Linked DNA regions of Rattus norvegicus: region 1 is linked to region 2. A link is a contact called in public Hi-C data. All regions are on one chromosome and are shown on one strand. Each heading gives the region's core, a stretch centred on a gene start, on an enhancer-like site or on the middle of the called end of the contact. The rest is flanking DNA. Distances are from core to core; before and after follow the strand shown.

Region 1 (3,258 bases), core at 357-2,856, 190 kb after region 2:
GCGTGCGTGCGTGCGTGCGTGTGTGTGTGTGTGTGTGTGTGTGTATGTGTGTGGTGAGGGGCGCAGCTGCTGCTGAAGTTCGCATACACATGGCACACACTTAAGAAGCAGGGACTTCCGGGGCTGGGGATTTAGCTCAGTGGTAGAGCACTTACCTAGGAAGCGCAAGGCCCTGGGTTCGGTCCCCAGCTCCGAAAAAAAGAACCAAAAAAAAAAAAAAAAAAAAAAGCAGGGACTTCCAAGGCTGTAATTCACCAAATCTTCCATCCGAGGCTGAGAGTGGCTGGGGTGGTGAACTCACCCCTCCCCTTCCCGGAAGCCCACAGGCCGAGTTTGGAAATGCGAGAGTTTGGAAATGCGGGTGGAAGGGTGATTTGGGTCTCATGCAAGGCGCCTATGCCTGTCCAGGGCCAACCTGATAGATTTCTGCTCCACAGTAGTCTCCTCCCCTTGTCGGTCTCCTGGCTCTCTAAGCATTATAAGTGAAGCAGAACTGTTTGTTTCTGTTCCAGTACCTGACAACTGGGTAATTTTGCTAATTGAACGTTTGTTGGAGTAAGCGATCTTGATTTTTTTTCCCCCCTAAAGGGAGATGATTTCAAACCGCTTTAAGTTTAATAACAAACCTAGTTTCCCCTAGGAGGGGGGAAGCAGGGCTCGCTTCCTTTTTGCTAGAGCCTCCCAAAACACTCCATTAAAGCCTGTAGGAAACCCACTCACTATCCCGTGCCAGCGCGCGCTAATTGTGTCCGGGAGACCCGTTTCCTGTCCTCAACAGATGTCTCCTGGGATCTATGAATGCGCCCTTGTTTCACGCAAAGCTAAAGCTCCAACCGGTTTTTTTTTTTTTTTTTGGAAGACCCTTCTCTGAGAAAAGCTTTCGTGCGTGGGACAGAAAGCTGATGAGTTTGGCAAGGCGTGGTCCCCTCCCAGGAGGCTGGTTTTCTTGCAAACAGGCACAGCTGAAAGTTCCAAGGAGGGCCTCCGGCAGAGCACAGGCCGGCACAGGCCGCCGGCCGGGTGGGGCGTGGAGTGGGACGCCTGGGCGTGCCCTCACCCGAGTCACCCACCGCACGCGGGAACACGCCTCGCAGGGCGGGAGCCGGACGCACCCAGGCGGGATGGCGCAGCCTCCGGATCGCGGAGGCTCGCTGCCCTGCACCCTCGGAGAACCCCGGACACCTCCTCCTGGAGCCCCACACCTACTTCTAAAGGCGATGCCCGCATTGTTGACCAGCACGTTAAGTCCTCCGTACTCCTTGCGCAGAAAGTCGCGCAGCGCGCGGATGCTCTGCGGGTTGTCGATGTCCAGCTGGTGGAAGCGTGGGCTCAGGCCCTCCGCCTGCAGCTGCTTCACCGCTGCGCGGCCCCGCGCCTCGTCCCGCGCCGTGAGCACCACGTCCCCCGAGAATTTCCGACACAGGTCACGCGTGATCGCGAAGCCGATGCCTTTGTTAGCCCCAGTCACCAGGGCCACGCGGCTGCAGGACGACATGTCAGAGGGACACACGGACCACCGGACTGTCAGACCGGCTGGGCAGCGGGTCACGCCGTGGTCAGAACCCTGGCGTAGGACTTGATTCTGGAACTGGGCGCTGCGACTGCTAGAGAACAAGGCCTGAGAAGTCGGTCCCTCCCCTCCAAGGAGGAGCCCTCGTTCCTGAAGGGTCCGCCTCCTCCCGCCTGCCCGCCGGGGTAGAGATCCTGGTTCAGATTTAAGCCTTGGGCAGGGACAAGCGCTGCTCCCAAAGGAAGGGGTCAGTGGGACTCGTGGCTGTCGGATTGAAGCAACTATTTTGGGGAAACCTCAAAAGGAGGAAAATAAGTGATCCGTAATTTTCTTGGGCGAGAGCCCGTCGTTCTATGCAAATGCAAACGTTTGCTTCTACCGAACTAGCACTGAGATTACTTAACATTCACACTCGCTGCTTGCTGAGGGACTTGAGGGAACAGTGCCTGGGAGTAGACTGAACAGGTGTGGGCGAGCTCTGCGCGTCTGGAGGTCTCGGTGCGCCCCCACGTGGGAGAGAAGGCTCATGTAGTACAGGAGCCCTCCGTGCCCGTCTTTGGTCTTTGGTTTATTCTAAGTGTACATGGGCATGCAGATAGATCTGTATTGGTCTAGGTCTATGTGAATTGTCTTCCAAGGAGATTCTGAACCTACGAACACAATTCCAGACGCGTCTAAATGTGGGCATGCAGTCAGACCTCCTCCCTTCTTGAGTGGAATCCAGTCTGTGTTGATCCTACTTGGCTAGTGATTCTGAGGTTTAAGGCCAATTAAATCCTCACAGTGATTCAGCGTTTCCCAAGCAAATCCGGTCAAACTGCCTTCGCCTCTTGTTTGTTGACTCCACCTTCTGTTTCAATTAACCCCGCCTGAGGTCTGGAAGATGCTAGGCTCTGTGGGGGCCTGGCATGCCTGTGATGGTTAACTTGAGAGGATCTAACCACCTAGGAGATGGACCTCTCTGTCTGTCAGTCTGTGAGGGAGTTTCTCAGGCTGACAGGGTATGAGACCCACCCTAAGCTAAGCACGGTTCCGGAGCTGGGATGCTGGACTGAGTAAAAGGGAGAAAGTGAATGAGCCAAGGCTGCTGCTCAGCGGGTAAAGGTCACAAGGACTAGAATTCAAATCCCCAAGATCCACACAATGTCAGGCAGGGCAGCTGGTGTGTAATCCCAGAAGCAGGATTGCCCAGGCAAGTTGGTTAGCCAAGTTGTCAAGGTCTGAGTTCAAGTGAGAGATTCTGCCTCAAAGAATCAGGAAGAGATGAATGGAGGAAGACATTTGTCAATGTCTGGCCTCTGCACACACGGGTACATGCCTCCAGCCCTGCACCACACACACACACACACACACACATATACACACATACACACATATAAACACACACGCACACACATGCACACACACATCCACACACACACAAATACACATAAACACACACACATAAACACACATACACACACATACACACACATACACACATGCACACACATGCACACACATACACACACACAAACACACACACATAAACACACATACACACACATACACATGCGCACACACACATGCACACACAGTGTGACCATCTGTCTTATGCACATGTGACTAGGACACCACAATGACAGACTCTGGAGCTGTGAGCCAGAATAAACCTGCTCTTGAATTGCCTTTTTCTCTGGTCATGTGATCCAGGCAACAAGGACATCTATTTTCCGAGTTCTCTCCTGCAGACCATGAGGATCAGAGTG
Region 2 (2,927 bases), core at 244-2,743:
TGCTGCTGTGATCACTGGACCATGTCACACAACCCCCTCCCACCCAGCTCAAATGTCACTATTATGCCTAAGTGTCCGGTTTAAGGATTATTAAGTACAATACTTACCGTCTCCTCCAGATGCTAAAATCTCCCCAGTTGGAGAAAAGCGTACAACATTGACAGCTTTGGTGTGCCGAGCAAGGTTGGAGAGGAATTCCACAATGGCTTTTCCATCTGGCCCCTTCTCCACCTTCCAGATCTGTGGGCAGCAAAGCAGACATTGCAGAAACACACTAGCTACCTCCTGTCTCCCTCCCAGGAGACAACTACTTATTTTCTGGTAGAAAATGCAATTTCCTTTTTGAAACTTTGTAAATCGAAGTATTAGCAAAAATTCAAACCATCGGCGCCAGTACCTGCTACCCCCTCCTTCCAGTTCTTTCTAGAGCAAATGGGCAAAGCACAGGAACTATTACTATCAATATTACTATTTTGAGACAAGGTCTCACCTAGCCCAGGTTAGCCTCAAACTCCACTACTATTGAGAATCTCAAACTTCGGACCCTCCATCTGTACCTTACGGGTACTGGGGGTACATGTCGGCTACCAGAGAGTTCTTCCTAGTTTAGTATTCTAAAATACTGTACATTGTAACAATGTAGCCAATGTTAATTAAGAAAGCTAATCTCCCCAGCATTCCTTGCTAACGTCAGGCCTGAGAATTTAGCACACTGGACTAGGTGGCACACCGACTTGAGTTGCTGCTTGAGTTTTAAACAAAGGAATGAAAACTTGCGCTCCACTCCCGGTATCCTCCCGCCTGTCCATTTACCCTAACGGCGGTGTCCACCCCCGCGGACGCCAGCCTTTGGATCCTACAGGCTGCCGCATGCTGGAAGTCAAGGCTGTACACTGGCTCCTTGTTGTGCCAGGCGATTTCACACGTGATCACTTTCATCCTCCAGAGTCTCCGCCAGGCAAAGGGAGGCTGGGAATGTTAGCAAAGAGTTCAACAGCGACCCTGGAACAGCAAGGGCGAGCCGGTAAACAGCGAGAAGCGCAGACATCTGCAATCTTCAGCTAAAACGCTCGCACAGGCAGAGACTTCCACCAGTGTACCGTTCCGGAAGAGAAAGAAACCAAAGACCCCAGATGGAGGCGAGGCCGGGCAGCATAGAGCATCGCGCCGAGGTGGGGGTCCCAGGGACCGGTACTGGGGTATGGGCGGTCATCCCAGCGAGCGGCAGCGGAGGGGGACTCGCAGGAAGGGGCGCGGGTTGAGGCGGCGCAGCCCGGCCTGGCGGGAGGCGCGGGAGTCTGGGTCCCGGTGAAAAGTGCTGCCTGGGACGAACTGGCTTCCACCTGCGCTCGCGCCGAGATCAGGACCGGCGGCCCCAACGAGCAGCTGCAGCCCGACCCAGGCCAGAGGCTCAGAAACCCGGTATCAACAAGGAACCTACCTGCTAGGACTCGGTCCACTCAGAGCCGCCACTGCCCGCAGCTTCCCGCGCGCCGCAGGCCACGCCTCCGATCACGCCTCCCAGAAGGCGTGGTTCCAGGAGGCCACGCCCCCTCGTGGGCGGGCTGTCACAAGACAGACTTTCTTGCTGGGGGATTCCAGGGTATCCCTCCCCTCTGTGGGCGGCACTCTCGCTGCACCGTGACTTCCGGTGGGCGGGGCTCTGGACTTCTTTCTTTCCCGTGGGCGGGGCTGTCCTGTAGCTCCTGCTAGGTGGGACCGGGAATCCTATCCCCGCGCCTCCGCAGAGCCCAGGCTGGTCCAGCGTTGACGTGCTAACCCGAGTTGTAGGATGTCCTACCTACCACGCGTCAGTGCCACGTGCTCAGCCGACAGATCTGCCCGCCCTGAATGTAGAAAGAAAAGCCGGGCTAGAGGCGCAGCCGGCTGATAGCGCGCAGGCAAACAGCGGCTGGTTCTGTCACCAGCCCCTGCTGGTGATCTCAGCACTCAGGAGGACCCTAAGCACAAAGTTATCCTCAGCTATATAGAGGCCTACTACTTAAGACTAAACAAAAACGAAATATATAACATTTCTTAAAGAACAGATGGGAAACTTTGGGACTCATCCAATTTTACCAATTAACAGTCACCCATGCAGTGAATATTTGAGAGCTGTCCCTTCCCACCAAATATCCCAAAATGGCCTCTGGAGTTTCAAAATGTCAATAAAATAGGAAGTGTCTTTTGCCCTCTCTTGGGGATGTGAAGGAAGCCTAGAATGGTTATATAGTAATCCCAACACTCTGGAGGTGGAAGCAGGAAGAGGGTCAGGAGTTCAAGGTCATCCTTAACTGCACAGCAAGTTTGAGATCAGCCTAGGCTACGTGACGAATGTGTAGGAAACCAAGTAACTCCTATTCCAATTATGTAATGGTTAATTCATCCTCCATGACCCTTCTCAATAATTCACGTGTTTTTAAAATCCTTGTCTCTTATAGTTTTGACTTCTTACAGGCCAGCATATGAAAGTTAAGTTTTTATAAAGAACTGATTGATCTCAAGAACTAGAGAGGACTCAGCAATGAGAGCACCTACTGCTTTGGTCAAGGGCCTGAGTTCAGTTTCCAGCACCAACATGGTGGCTCATGACTATTCCAGTTCCAGGTGCCCAACACCCTTTTCTGACCTCCAACACAGATATGGCATGCATACATACATACATACATACATACATACATACATACATACTTATAAGCAAAACTCAGACACATACAATTTTCTAAAAAATTAATTATAGGGGCCAGAGAGATGGGTTGGTATACAAGAGACCCAGTCTCAAAACAAACAAACAAACAAAACCCTATTTCCTTAAAATGCAAATTTTCTGAGGTTAATTATAGTTAGTATTTTTAGATTTATTTATTTCATGTATGTGGGTACACTGTAGCTGTCTTCAGACACAGCAGAAGAGGGCATCAGACCCC

Evidence for each region. A called contact is a pair of places that touch in the nucleus more often than the background predicts.
Region 1: a Hi-C map of hepatocytes shows a contact between it and region 2, with 1.8 times the contacts expected there. The contact joins the promoter of Cbr3 here to the promoter of Chaf1b in region 2.

The regions. Positions count from the first base shown.
Region 1 is chr11:46,476,643-46,479,900 of GRCr8, reverse strand. It overlaps Cbr3 (carbonyl reductase 3), which reads right to left and starts at 1,606. Exons shown (of 3, transcript NM_001107110.1): 1 at 1,207-1,606. The coding sequence starts at 1,495.
Region 2 is chr11:46,669,216-46,672,142 of GRCr8, reverse strand. It overlaps Chaf1b (chromatin assembly factor 1 subunit B), which reads right to left and starts at 1,493. Exons shown (of 14, transcript NM_001024741.1): 1 at 1,442-1,493; 2 at 814-1,002; 3 at 108-240. The coding sequence starts at 939.